Linked DNA regions of Sus scrofa: region 1 is linked to region 2. The links are chromatin contacts, called in public Hi-C maps. All regions are on one chromosome and are shown on one strand. The core of a region is the stretch at or near the end of the contact, and the rest is flanking DNA. Distances in the headings are between cores, read along the strand shown. Region 1 overlaps GTDC1 (glycosyltransferase-like domain-containing protein 1). Region 2 has its middle 89 kb from the start of GTDC1.

Region 1 (5,775 bases), core at 695-3,194, 420 kb after region 2:
TTAAATAGCAGACCTATGGTGGAGTGATAGAAGATGTGATTTCTACTAGGAATCCTTGTGTAATACCCTTCTCTAGGAATTTGAGGTCCTTTATGTTTGAAAATGTAGCATCTCTATCATCATTTCACAAGTGAGAAAATTAAGGCATTGTATTAATGGCTTATTTAGGAGCCAGACTACCTCATAGAAACAGAAAGAAATTTTGTCTAAGTCTTCCCCTGCATGGGATGGTGTCATTGTCACTTATGTGTCTTTCAGGAAGTACCAAGTTCAGTGTTCATAACTCACTGGTTCCCTCCTCTTCCTTCCCTCACCAGGCAAAACAGTGCAATGAGCGGCAGGGGTGGCCCACATGGTTGGTTTTAAAAGGGGAATGAGAGCCTCTGTGGTGTTGCCGATACTTTAAGTATTCTTATGACCATTATCATACCTGTAGGGAGGTTTTCAGTCTCTACATCCATCCCAGGCCCCTGGCACTTCCTCTGGTCTTACACTCCACTGGGCTTATACATCATGTAACTTTCTTGGCTCTCATGGTAAGCATTTATTTTTGTAACCTCCCTATTTGCAATGTGGGGAAACTGAGGCTGAGGGAAGGCTGAGTTGCTTTGGCTCCCATGGTGGTAGAGGCAGGTCTAGGACTCAGCCTCTTTAAGGAAGTGGTCAGTTCACCTGGTTCAGACCATCCTTTCAAGAAGGGGAAGGGGACTCTGTCTGTCCATCCTTTCCCCCTTTCCTTCTCCTCCTGTTTCTTTTATGATCAGAAACAACACGGATGAGGAAGTTGCTAGTACCTGACTGTAGATTTATTTCCTGTTCCTCCTGGCCTGGCCACACTTGTATTCTAAGTAACCATGAGGAGAGGAATGCAAAAGACTTGATTCCTGGTCCTAAGATCTCAAGCTTTGTGGTACCTGTGATGTTTCTGAACAGGTGAGTCTTCTCTCTTGCTTTTCACGTCACACAAGGAGAAGTTGCCTATCCTCAGAGATGGAAGGCTGGCCCTTTATCCACAAGGCTGCCCCCATGATGCTGCCTGGTGCAAAGGGCCAAGGGCAGAGGGAGCAGGTGGCATCAGCAGCAGAAGCACCTTTAATTGTGCCACATAGGGCCAGATTCCTCTCATCCCAGATAGATAACCCAGAAATTACATCCTGAAACTTAGTTCCCGAGAAAGAAAATGAAGGGGAGGGATAACTTTAAAAGAAGATACTTCTAATATGGTATTAGACTGTAATTCATAGGGAAATTTATGCCTGAGATATGAATTTCTGAAAATAGGGGTTTTTTTAAAAAAGAGAAACACTGACACATCCTTAATTATAGAGTAATAAATACCAGTGGTATATTATCTCCTGATATTTCCTTACACGGATATCAAAGCATGCAGCTGTTTTTGAAAACTGATAATCAAGTACAATATAAGTATATTACATCGTGAGCTCACAGCACACCCTTCAACTAAGCAGCTTTGTGGAGCACTTAACAGTGAGAAGCAGAGCTGCTTATAGTAGAAACCTAACTGAACAAATTAGCCTTGAATTGTAACTTAAGAATCATAGTCAAACCAAAATGCCTGTCCTTGCCAGGAAAGGCATTCCAAAGGCAAAGAGCACGCCAAGTAAAAAGCCTTTGCTTCAGGATTATGGAGGCGGTTCTCAAAAGCCAGCGTAACTTAATGATCAATCAGAAAAATATAGAGCAGTAACTTCACAACCGAAGGATACATAAAAATTGTACAAAGCATTAATAGAGGGATGGGGAGGGAATGGGATTTTAACAGAAAGCGTCAAGGTCTTAGAAAGCTCTAGTTATTGCTTTCTTTCCAGGCAGCAAAAAGAAAGAAAGAGAGACAAACATGGTCAAAGAAAAGTACATGGACAAATGTGGGGGGTAGGAAAGGAAATGAAGGTTAAACAAGGCCAATATGATTCAGAATGAAAGGGAGGGAGGCGAGTGTAAGGAGCCAGCTGCGATTACTAAATGTTACATTAAGAAGAGCTGAACTTGAGAAGGGGAGGTCTGGGTATTTTACTAAGTGGATTAATGTTCTCTTCCTGGGGTGTCTGAAGTTGCAGATTTTAATTTATTTCATACAGGATTTTATTGTGAAATTCTTAATGGGGTGGGGGATAAATAGACAATTATAAACAGTAAAAAAGGGACATATAATGCTTTTTATAGATTTAATTATAATAAACACAGTTTGCAACTATGGACACAGGTAAGTGGTCCAAAAAATAGTCCTTAGTAATAGAACTTCAATGAAATTTAGAGGAAGTTTAAAAGACCAAAAAAAAAAAAAAAAAAATTTAACAACCGCATAGATGTGTGAAGCCAAGGATTTGGAGTGACTTAGGGGCTAGTTTTATTGCCGCTCTCCTTTCTCCACCCATTTAAAAAAATAAATCATAACTCTGGCATTTAGAAACCCAGTCATGAACATCATTTATTCGTATAAACTCAACCCTGTGCTGTTCTTTGGTGGGTGGTAAAAACATGAACTGGCCTAAAACAAGGACAGCAGGATGATCCTCTCAAACACTGGAATGCTGTAAGAAAAGAAAAACTCCTATTTTCTCTTTCACCTTATTTGTGTTAGTGAAGGGGTAAGTCAAAAAGTGGAGTGGGTGTGGCTAAATCAATGCTTCCAGGAAGATTTTAAAGGTTTTCCTAAATAGGTATCAGAAGAAGGGTGGGCTGGGCACCTAGTGTGATTCACATCAATTTATTAATCTCACCTACCACCACTTTTGGAGAAGGTGGCAAATTAAGGAAGGCTCTGTACCTTCTACAATGGAAGAGACTAGAGCAGAAATTTAATTGTGTTCCCTGAGTGTTAATGCTGCTGTCATCTGGCTGGCAACCAGTCCACAAACTTATTGGTTCAGGCATTTGTCTGGCCAATAACTAAGAATCATTTAAGTTGAAAATATGGACCAGGAGGTATTTCAGAATTACTGATATGCAGCTATTAATCTTGAAGGCAAATAGCAGTATTTGGTGGTGTGGGCAAATCACTTAACTGGAACCACATGAAAAAGAATTTCAGTTTTTTGTTTTGTTTTGTTTTAATGCTTTGAGGAAGATTGCACCAGAGGAAAATAACTGCAAATAAAAAATGGAAAAATAGCTACAAAAAGGAAGGTTGGTAAAATGACTAAGCAAAGCAGTAGGTTCTGTTGCCTCCAACCTGCTGCATCAATTGTATCAGTAAACAGATTAAGAAATCCCACATTCCTGTTTCTCAAACTGACCCAGCAACGAGAGGAAGAAAATACAGAAAAGTGAGTGCAATGCCTGGTGGCTCAGGGTGCCCCTCAAAGGTCATCGCTCTAATTTCAGTGTTAGAAATTGAGGGCACAGAACTAGGGGTTGGTATTGGTCACAGAGTGAGCTTTGGCTTCTGAACAATTCTCTACCCTCGGTGAAGAATTTAAGACGTCATGGAGTTGAACTGGTGTATTAAATCCCAGGCACACGGTAGAGATTGTTTTGTGATCATAATGAATTAAGAGTAAAGGCATCAATGCATACATCTCTCCTTTTTCCTCTAGAGCCCAGAGGCATAGGGTACCTGGTGGTCTCTGGTGCTGGCAGCTATGTTCCCTGGTTTTCAATCGGCTTGGCTTTTCTCCTAGATTTTTGTAATAGCAGGCCGGGCGGGGGAAAAAGTAATCTACAAAATTGCAAATTGCAAAACAAAATATGCAAGTGCGTGTGTACGTGCGCACGCGCGCCCTATAGTATTTCACTGAAGATAATGAATTGCTACACTTTAAGCACTAAATATTAAAACTTAAAAATGTGTAAGTAATGAGGTTTTAGGAAGCAAAATGTACTCGGAGTATATATAGCACTTTTTTTTTTTTTTTTTTTTCCAAGAGGTTCCCCAGACCTCTGGGCGCGTCAGCAAACTGTCCTCCTACACGAGGAGCGAGCAGCTGCGATTTGGCCCCAGGCACCACCTACCCAAAGTCACTACCTAATGTATTTTACATTCGCACCGATGATAAAGAGGGAGAGGTGGGTTTAAAAAAAAAAAAAAAAAAAAAAAGAGAAGGTACCTTCCCCTCACCCCCAACATTCTGTGCTCCCTTTTGTCCCTGCCATCAGCTGACACGTGGAAAATGTGGTGTACGGTTTTGCTTGCCTTTAATCTGTAATTAAGGATTCCTTGTTCGGGGCTGGCTACCTCTTTGGTCTTCCCTCCCTGCCTCTCGGGTCTTCCGCCCTTGGTCGGGTCTGGCCCCGAGCCGCAAGCTGGGGACTCCGGTGGCCCGGCTGGGCCGCAGGGAGGGGTCGGTAGCGAGGTGCTCGGGCCCGGACGGAAGGAGCGCTCGCCTACCCGAAAGCGCGCGCCCGGGAACCCGACCCACTCGCCCCGAGCCTCCGACGAGCCTGCGCCCAGCGTCGGGTTAGAGGTGCCGGAGCCTGCGAGAGCCGGAGAGTCTGAGAGCGGTTCCGGGGCTTGCGGGCGCTCACCGCGCGTCTTCTCCCCGGGGCCGATGTGCCCCAGCTCCCGTCCGCGGCGGCGCTAGCCCTCGATGCCCTGCTCGGTCCCGTCCAAAGCGCCTGGAGGTAGTTCTACACCTCTTCCGGCGCAAAAAAAAGGGACGGAGGGGGGACGTCGAGGTCACAAAGTCGAGACCTAACCACTTCTGCGGCGCTGAGCTGGAGGAACCACGAGGCCGCAGGGCCAAGACAGCTCCGCGCCACCGCCGCGCTCCCGCTCACACTCGCGCGGACTCCCGGGCAGAGCCTCGCCTGCACGCGCACGCCAGCGCGCGCACAGCCCGACACGCGCACACTGTCACGCACCCTCACGGACACGCACCCCGCACGCGCGCACAGACACTCACATGCTGACACACGCACACGTGGCGGGAGGCCCAGTGCTTCCCCGGCTCCTTGGTGCCAGGCTTAACTGGTCCCCCTCCGCACCTCCGAGAAGGCGGCGCTGCCCCGGCGGGCAGAATTCTTCTCTATTCTTCTTAAGTGTTTTATTGAACTTGGTTTTGAGTCCGACAGGCTCAGTGCTCCGTGAGAGAATCCAATGAAGATGCACTAAGCAAAACCAAAAAAGTAATTTCCCTCCTCCTGTCCTTTAAAAAAAAAAAAAAAATTTAAGCCAAAACGGAGAATGGAGTGGGGTTGGGCACGGGGACGCCCCCCACCCCCGTAGGGATTCTGACTATTAATTTTAAAATACTCCCCTATGACTGCTTACTCAGCCCTGTTATTTCAGTCCCACCCGCTAGTCCTAGGACGCTTTCCTTTTCACTTCTTACCTGTGCTTTGGAGTGAAAACTGTTTCTCCTGATCTCCAATTGGTTATTTCGTTATTTCCGAGGCAGAAGGGGGTGAGGGACAGATGAGTTAAGCGGTGTTTGGGTGGGAGAAAATTTAGTTCTATCACACTGATTTCCAAAAAACTTGGGGAAACGTTTAATAGCATATTGAGGATTCGATATTTTTTAAAGCGTCCTCCTCCTTTCCCGTGTTACTATTTATCATCAGGTATTTATTTGCGTGTACACATTTAAAATTGTCTGTGAATGAGAAAAATGCCCCTTGTTCTGGATTTCACCAGCGCCTTTTGTGTTTCTGCCCATCTAGGTGTAGCATGCTTTCCTCTCTCCCACCCATCGCTAAACGGTGTCTTCAGTGATCAAACATAAGAAACCTTAGCCTGGAGTGGTGGTGACCATTGCTGGTCATCTGTTGCTCAAGATTTTATCTCCTCTGGTTGGGAATTGTCCTCAAATTGTAGAG
Region 2 (6,277 bases), core at 300-2,799:
GAAGCACAGCCCACCCCAAGATGGGAAAATGGGGAAGGGGGAGGGAGCTTATGTTTATTTTATTCTATTTTCCTAGCAACCGAATTCTCTTCCTCTTGCCTCTTCCTTCTTTGAAAATTATCCACGGTTTAGAGCAGGCTTATAGTCCTCATTTTTGATCCTGGGTTGGCATTTTCTAAGATAAAATTCTTTCACTTGGTGGACTTCCTGGTGAGGAGCAAATCTCCTCCCCTGGCACACTTACAATCATGGGGGAATAAATGCAAGCAATGCAAAGATGGATCAAATTGTCTGTGGTAAGAACTTTTCTTTAAGAAAGTAACAGATAGACAAGAACCATCCTTTTCACAGCATGGAGGAGACAGTGATGTTTTGAGGGTCATGGAAAGACCTGTCCTCCTAAAAGGAAATGTTACCCACTGCAAAATTTCCACCAGCAACTTTAGGTTGAGGCACTGTCTCCAGGAAGTCATCTGTTCAATGCAAATACCTGGGAGGGTTAATATTTGCCTATTGTCATCCTCCCTTAGATTAACTGATGAATTTATAGCTGTGAGTTGAGCTCTGAGGGGGTGGGGTACAGGCAAGTCCCCTTTTATTGGGAGAAGAGAAGGTCTGGATTTCAGGTGCTGACCCAGAAAGCTGGGAGCTCATGGGCAGGTCCTAAAGGAAGGGCAGAGGGTGACTGATATTAATCCCCTGCCTAGGCTGAATTGTGTCCCTTGCAAAAGGCATGCTGAAGTCCTAACCCCTGATTCTTGTGAATGTGACCTTATTTGGAAATAGGGTATTTGCAGATAAAACCAAGTTCAGAGGTTGTCAGTGGGGTGGGCCCTAATCTAACATGGGAAGTGTCCTTATAAGAATAGAGAAATTTGGACATAGACACATGCAAGGAGAATGCCACGTGAAATCAACAAGATTGGAGTGAGGCAGCCACAAGTCAAAGAAAGACAAGGATGCTGGTCAAAGAAGGACAAGGCTTCTGGCCATCACCAAAAGCTAGGACAGAGAAATAGGACAGAAACCTCAGAAGAAAGCAGCCATGCTCACTCTAGCCTCCAGAACCTTTGGACTTCTAGCCTCCAGAACTGTGAGAATACATTTCTGTTGTTTTATGACGCCTAATTTGTGGTACTTACAGTGGCCCTGGTAAACCAATATATGCCCCAAACAAACCACAGTCAGGCTTTCAGTTTTCAGTCCCTGGGTTGGTCTCAAAATCAAGATCAATTTTGGATCGAACCATCCTCTCGGTGCCTGGGCTTTAACAGATAAATATCAGCAGAAATATCCCTTTTGGTTTTGAGATGCTTGTCATCAGGAAAAAAGACAAACTGCCTGCTCTTTTCACCAAATGTCTTCTATAAGGTAATCTTTTTAATTAGGATAATTAAATTTTTGTTTTGAAGGGCACCAAAGTGCAAGCATTATCGTCTGATTTCCTGTAAGGAGTCTTTTTCCTGCCTCCTGTTCCACATGGAGTCCATTAACAAGAGAAGCACCAAGTGAGTCAGACATTATGGTTATAGGTTTGTGGCTCATGTCAGTGCTAAGAAGAGGGAAATGAGAAAGAAAAACATAAATTGGGAAATAAGTGTTAGAGGGCAGACTAAGATAATGGAAGGAGCAGAGAACAGAGGAAGAGGGTATTGTGTGGGAACCAAAAGCTTGCTTCAGGTAGGAAATTTCAGAGAGACGTACAGTAACATTGCTAAATTCAGGGAAAGGGGTGGAATCCAAGCAGCTCTTTCTGGAGTGTGAATTCAGTAAGAGAAATCAGGGAAATGTGCCCTCTCCCTTGATTAGTCTGATCTTAACCTTTCTCAGCCCCAAGTCTCCTGGGAAATCAGCTAGTAACTCCTGCAATATACTCACATCCCTGAGATTTGGGGAGGATGTTGGGAGTTTAGGGGTAAGTTAACATGAAAGCCCAAGACAGGAGGGAGTCAGCTGAAGTGTGTTCTGATATATTGATAAACTGCTCTGGTCCTCAGTGGCCTAAAGCTGGGGATCAGTGAGGCTGGGTTCTGGGTCAAGTTCTCAGATGTACACGTGAGCTTTGTTCTGCCCTGTTACTCCTAGCATACTGCTGCCCACCCACCCATGAAGGGGTCGCGGAAGTACAGGTATGAAGGTCAGGGAGTAGTTCACTGAAAAACTCTCACCTCTTTCTGAAGAGAAGCAAACCCAACTCCACATCTTCTTCACAGAGGCCAGCATGCTGTCCTTTGCACTTTATTTCTAGAAGATGGTATATCATCTTAAAAGCCTGGTTTAATTTGCTTTTCTCCAAGCTTTGTGGTATTTTTTATATGCCATTAGTCAGTTATTGCATGTAACTAGCAATAACAGTCCCACCTAATGTATTTAATTTGTTTTGAAAATCATAGCACATCTTTACACACAGAAGAGGCAGCTTTTAACTCCATTGATGACTTCCTCTTTAAAAATCCTCCTTTAAATCCCTAACCACAGTCTTGGTTTTCTTCCTACCCACTGACCAAGCTCTGCCTCCTTCACTCAGTCTTTAAATGGTGGCATTTCCAGGGTCCCTCTGGGGCTCTCTGCTCTCCTCATTCTGATCACTCTGCTTCAGTGACTCAACAAAGTCTCAAAAATGCATCTCCGCAGTAAGACTTGCCTCCTGTGCACTAGACGAGTGCATGCAAATGAGTACTGGGCATCGCCACCTGACGGTCTCAAAAGCACTTGGAATTTAGCACGTCCAAAATGGACATGGGCACATCTCCCTCCTGCCTTCCCACCCACCCAACCCCACCAAAGCCTGATGAATGTCACTTCCTGGGTCACTTAGGTGGAAATCTTGAGAGTCATCCTGCTCTATCTCTAAATGGGTTATCAGGTCTTGTGAGTCATACTCCCCATTATCTCTCCTACTTGTTCCTCTTCCTCCATCACTGTTATCACCCCCCTTCTTTCAGGCTACATCAGCTCTTAAGAATCGTCCTCACAGCCTTTTCACTGGGCACCTGACCCCCGTCCCATGCAAGGTGCTGCCTCATCCTAACACAGCAGAGAATAGAGCAGTCACTTGAGGGTGGATGGAGGAGCTAGCGGAAGAATGCCCCTTTTAAGTTCTTTAGAGCTCTTTCTTAATATTCTTCACATATGTCTTTTTTGGACATTGTTTCATCACAGTCTTAACAACTGTTATGTTGACATAGCGCCTTAAATACTGTTGAAAAGAATGTGCTCAAGAGAAACAACTAGGCCCACCCATAACTATGCTTGTGGTCTTATCATCTTCTAATTCATCCCACATTTCTACATTGGCCAAAAGTGCTCTTTTGGTACTTTTATGCTTTCATGTTTATCTTCTCCTCACTAACCTTGTAAGCTTTTGAAGGGTATGGACAACATTGTCCATAGTCCCACCTCTCCATGAGTTACTGACACCAGGTAGACATTCAATAAATATTCGCTGAGTCAATTAACTACTGCAAATTTGATTATGCCAAAACCTTTCTCTTAAATCCTTCAGTAGTTCCCCAAAGCACCCAAAATACAATTCATATTCCTTAGCTTGGTCCACAAAGCTTTCATCAGCTGACTGCTCCTTGCCTCCCTTTAAATCAGCTTTCTGCTTGAACATATCTCTATTTTTTTTTTTTTTTTTTGTCCTTCAGAGCATAGCTCAAGAGTCACTGCCTTAAGACGATCTTCCACAAAACCTTAGTCTTAGATGTGCCCTCCTCTGGACTTCTGCACATGCTTCACTAATGCACTATCCAAGGGTTGGTTTCACAAAGGTGATGTCTTTCTGGAAGATCATGACTGTGAACATTCTGACTCCAGCACCCAGCAGAAAGCTGGAGACCCAGGACGAACCCAGAAAATGTGTGAGTCCTGTGGGAAAACCTCTTCCTACCAACCCCGATCATTAGCCAAACAGAGGAACAATTCAGTGACAAGAAAATAACATAGAAAGTGAGTGATCTAAAAACAAGGAACTGTGAAAGGACCCCAATGCAAACCAGAAATTTGTAATCCAATACCCTTGAAGAGCTTTGAAAACCATTTATGAGATTATATTGGAGCACAAATTTTACCCATCTGGATTAACAACTTCGTTTCTCAAATAACCACTAATTATATGTAGCAGCACCAACTTCCACGACCGTCATCTAGATATTGATTGAATTGTAAAATTAGTGAGGCAAAACTCACTACAATCCAAGTGAGGTGGGTTAAAGGAAACACGAATAAATTAGCTTTCTACCTAGTACTGAATGTGAGCGTAGCCTTTAAACTATTTTAACAATGACTCAGATGGGGAACATGAACTAAGTAAAAAGAGGAAGGAGCCCAAAGTAATCTGGGATGCCTTTTCTTCAACTTCTCTGGAATTGTCAATTACCTCAGTTTCCTGACAAAACTTTGCTGATGTCAGTAATTTACAGTAACAATCAGCAAGATAACAGCACGTTTGTGTAGGCCAGAGGTAAATCTGGGTCTGCCATTCGCAATATATCCCGCAGTGAAGGACAGTAGGAGGCATGAGAAAAGGTACAATTTCTATCAGAGATTTTTAAGTAAAATGAAATCCATATGCTTATATCACAGAGCAAGTGAGTCCCCGGTCCTCACTATTCTTTCCCAGGCAATAGAACTACTTCCTTCTTTTATAAGGACTGCACCATAGATGCTACTAGAAGATGCTCTGCATTTGTGTCTTAAAATTGCATATGCCAGAACCCACTGTGAGTACCCTCTGCATTTAGGGAACTGTGAGTAATTGCAAAAGAGGTAGCAGGTCCCATGGTTGCTTTGGATGGTGCACAATTATTTACATGAAGTTAAGACAAACAAGTGGAAGAGAGACAAAATAACCTTTTGCTGACAGGAATCTTCTGCAAACCAATATATATGACTAAACTGAATTTCTGGAGTCCCAGAGACAATTACAAAACTTTTTTTCTCCAGCCATTGTGACAACACGCCTGACAAATTCCATCAGCCTGCTTTGTCCCAGTGTGTGAAGCCCACAGATCACGAAGGCAGTTAGCTGGAACTTTAGTTCCTTGGGGTCAACATCGAAAGCTTCATTTATCAGTGTGTGGTACTGAGTGTGCCCTGACCGCAGGCTTTCCCTGAAAGTTGCTTTTCTTGGTGTTCTCACAAAGTTGCTGATGTGAAATGGTTCTCTCATGATTTTGCTTTTTTCTCCTAAAGCTAAGGACAGCAAAACCAGAACATTTAAACCGAGGGTTCCGATGGTATTTCCTGGTCAATACAAGGAAAGGTCGTAAAGGATTCTTAGATTCCTTCCTATAAAGTTTACAATGTGTGAGAGTAGTTCTGGTTAAGGGAGTTTTCCCTGCATGATCAAGAAGCTCTGTGGTAGAGGGGTGAGAGGTTGTGCTTTCTCATGCAAAGACCTGGATTCGAGTCTCGGCTCTGTCCTTACTAACTGTGTGAGTCTGGCCAAGTTACCTCACTAAGCCTCAATTTACTTACCTTTAAAATGGGAATAATACAGATAACTGTCTCACAGATGGTCGTAGGACTCAGACACGACAAGAGATGTGCCAGCAGTTTGCAAACAGTCGCTGTGGCAGGCCCTGATAGAGGGGCAGAAGCTTGCCGTGTATTTATTTCATCCACTGTCCTTTTGACCCTTTTCCACAGTGTCCTTTCTTCCCTCCTGGGTTTTGAGGAAAGTCTCCCTTTGATAACCTATTCCTAGAGTTAAGTCCACAGAGAGTTCTTGAAAAGGAACACAATCATTTCAGTACTTAGATATTTCCCAGCATGTAATTTTTAGGGGGCTGGGATTGTCTCAAGATTCATCCTCAAAGGGACCCTTTGTTTCCTGGTGGGCGTGATCCTAGGGTTACTGAAAGAGGAAGGAATGCTTGACAATTATCAGTCCAATGAGAGGCCTCAGAGCATGAGAACTGAGGAGGCTGTTCTGTGTGATTCTAGATAGGCAGTGTCTCCGCTGCTCTGAGCAGATAATCCAGGGTGATAATGAAGTAGTCACAAGGGTAAACCTTTGTAACAAGGCTCTGCTCACAATTCGAACCTTCTCGTTAGCCCTTTTGCATATTATACACAGAGACTTTTAAATCAAGAGATAGCCTTGTCTATCAGATGAATCGGCCCATACGGGGAACTTCTTTCGTAACTTGACAGAGACTCAGGAGGGGAAGCTGCTGGAGATGAAAACTGATGATCCACATAGCAGGAAAAGGTTTATAGCTTATGATTATTGTTTTCCTTTGGCTAATTTTAATTCTGATGAATACTAAGT

The links. A called contact is a pair of places that touch in the nucleus more often than the background predicts.
Region 1: a contact with region 2 is called in a Hi-C map of embryonic fibroblasts, with 2.2 times the contacts expected there. The contact joins two enhancer-like sites. A contact is called at or near these places in 1 of 47 Hi-C or Micro-C datasets (embryonic fibroblasts) and 2 of 2 datasets of contacts at active chromatin or transcription factors (alveolar macrophages and skeletal muscle).

What each region holds. Positions count from the first base shown.
Region 1 is chr15:8,054,282-8,060,056 of Sscrofa11.1, forward strand. All of the region lies in intron 12 of GTDC1 (glycosyltransferase-like domain-containing protein 1), which reads left to right. Among named protein-coding and RNA genes, the nearest start is that of GTDC1, 330 kb to the left of the region's middle. Within about 2 kb of position 1,945, at least 24 of the 83 cell types and tissues checked have an H3K27ac peak or open chromatin away from gene starts, as enhancers often do. A contact at or near this core is called in embryonic fibroblasts, where this site is marked.
Region 2 is chr15:7,636,837-7,643,113 of Sscrofa11.1, forward strand. No RefSeq gene overlaps it. Among named protein-coding and RNA genes, the nearest start is that of GTDC1, 89 kb to the right of the region's middle. Within about 2 kb of position 1,550, at least 4 of the 83 cell types and tissues checked have an H3K27ac peak or open chromatin away from gene starts, as enhancers often do. A contact at or near this core is called in embryonic fibroblasts, where this site is marked.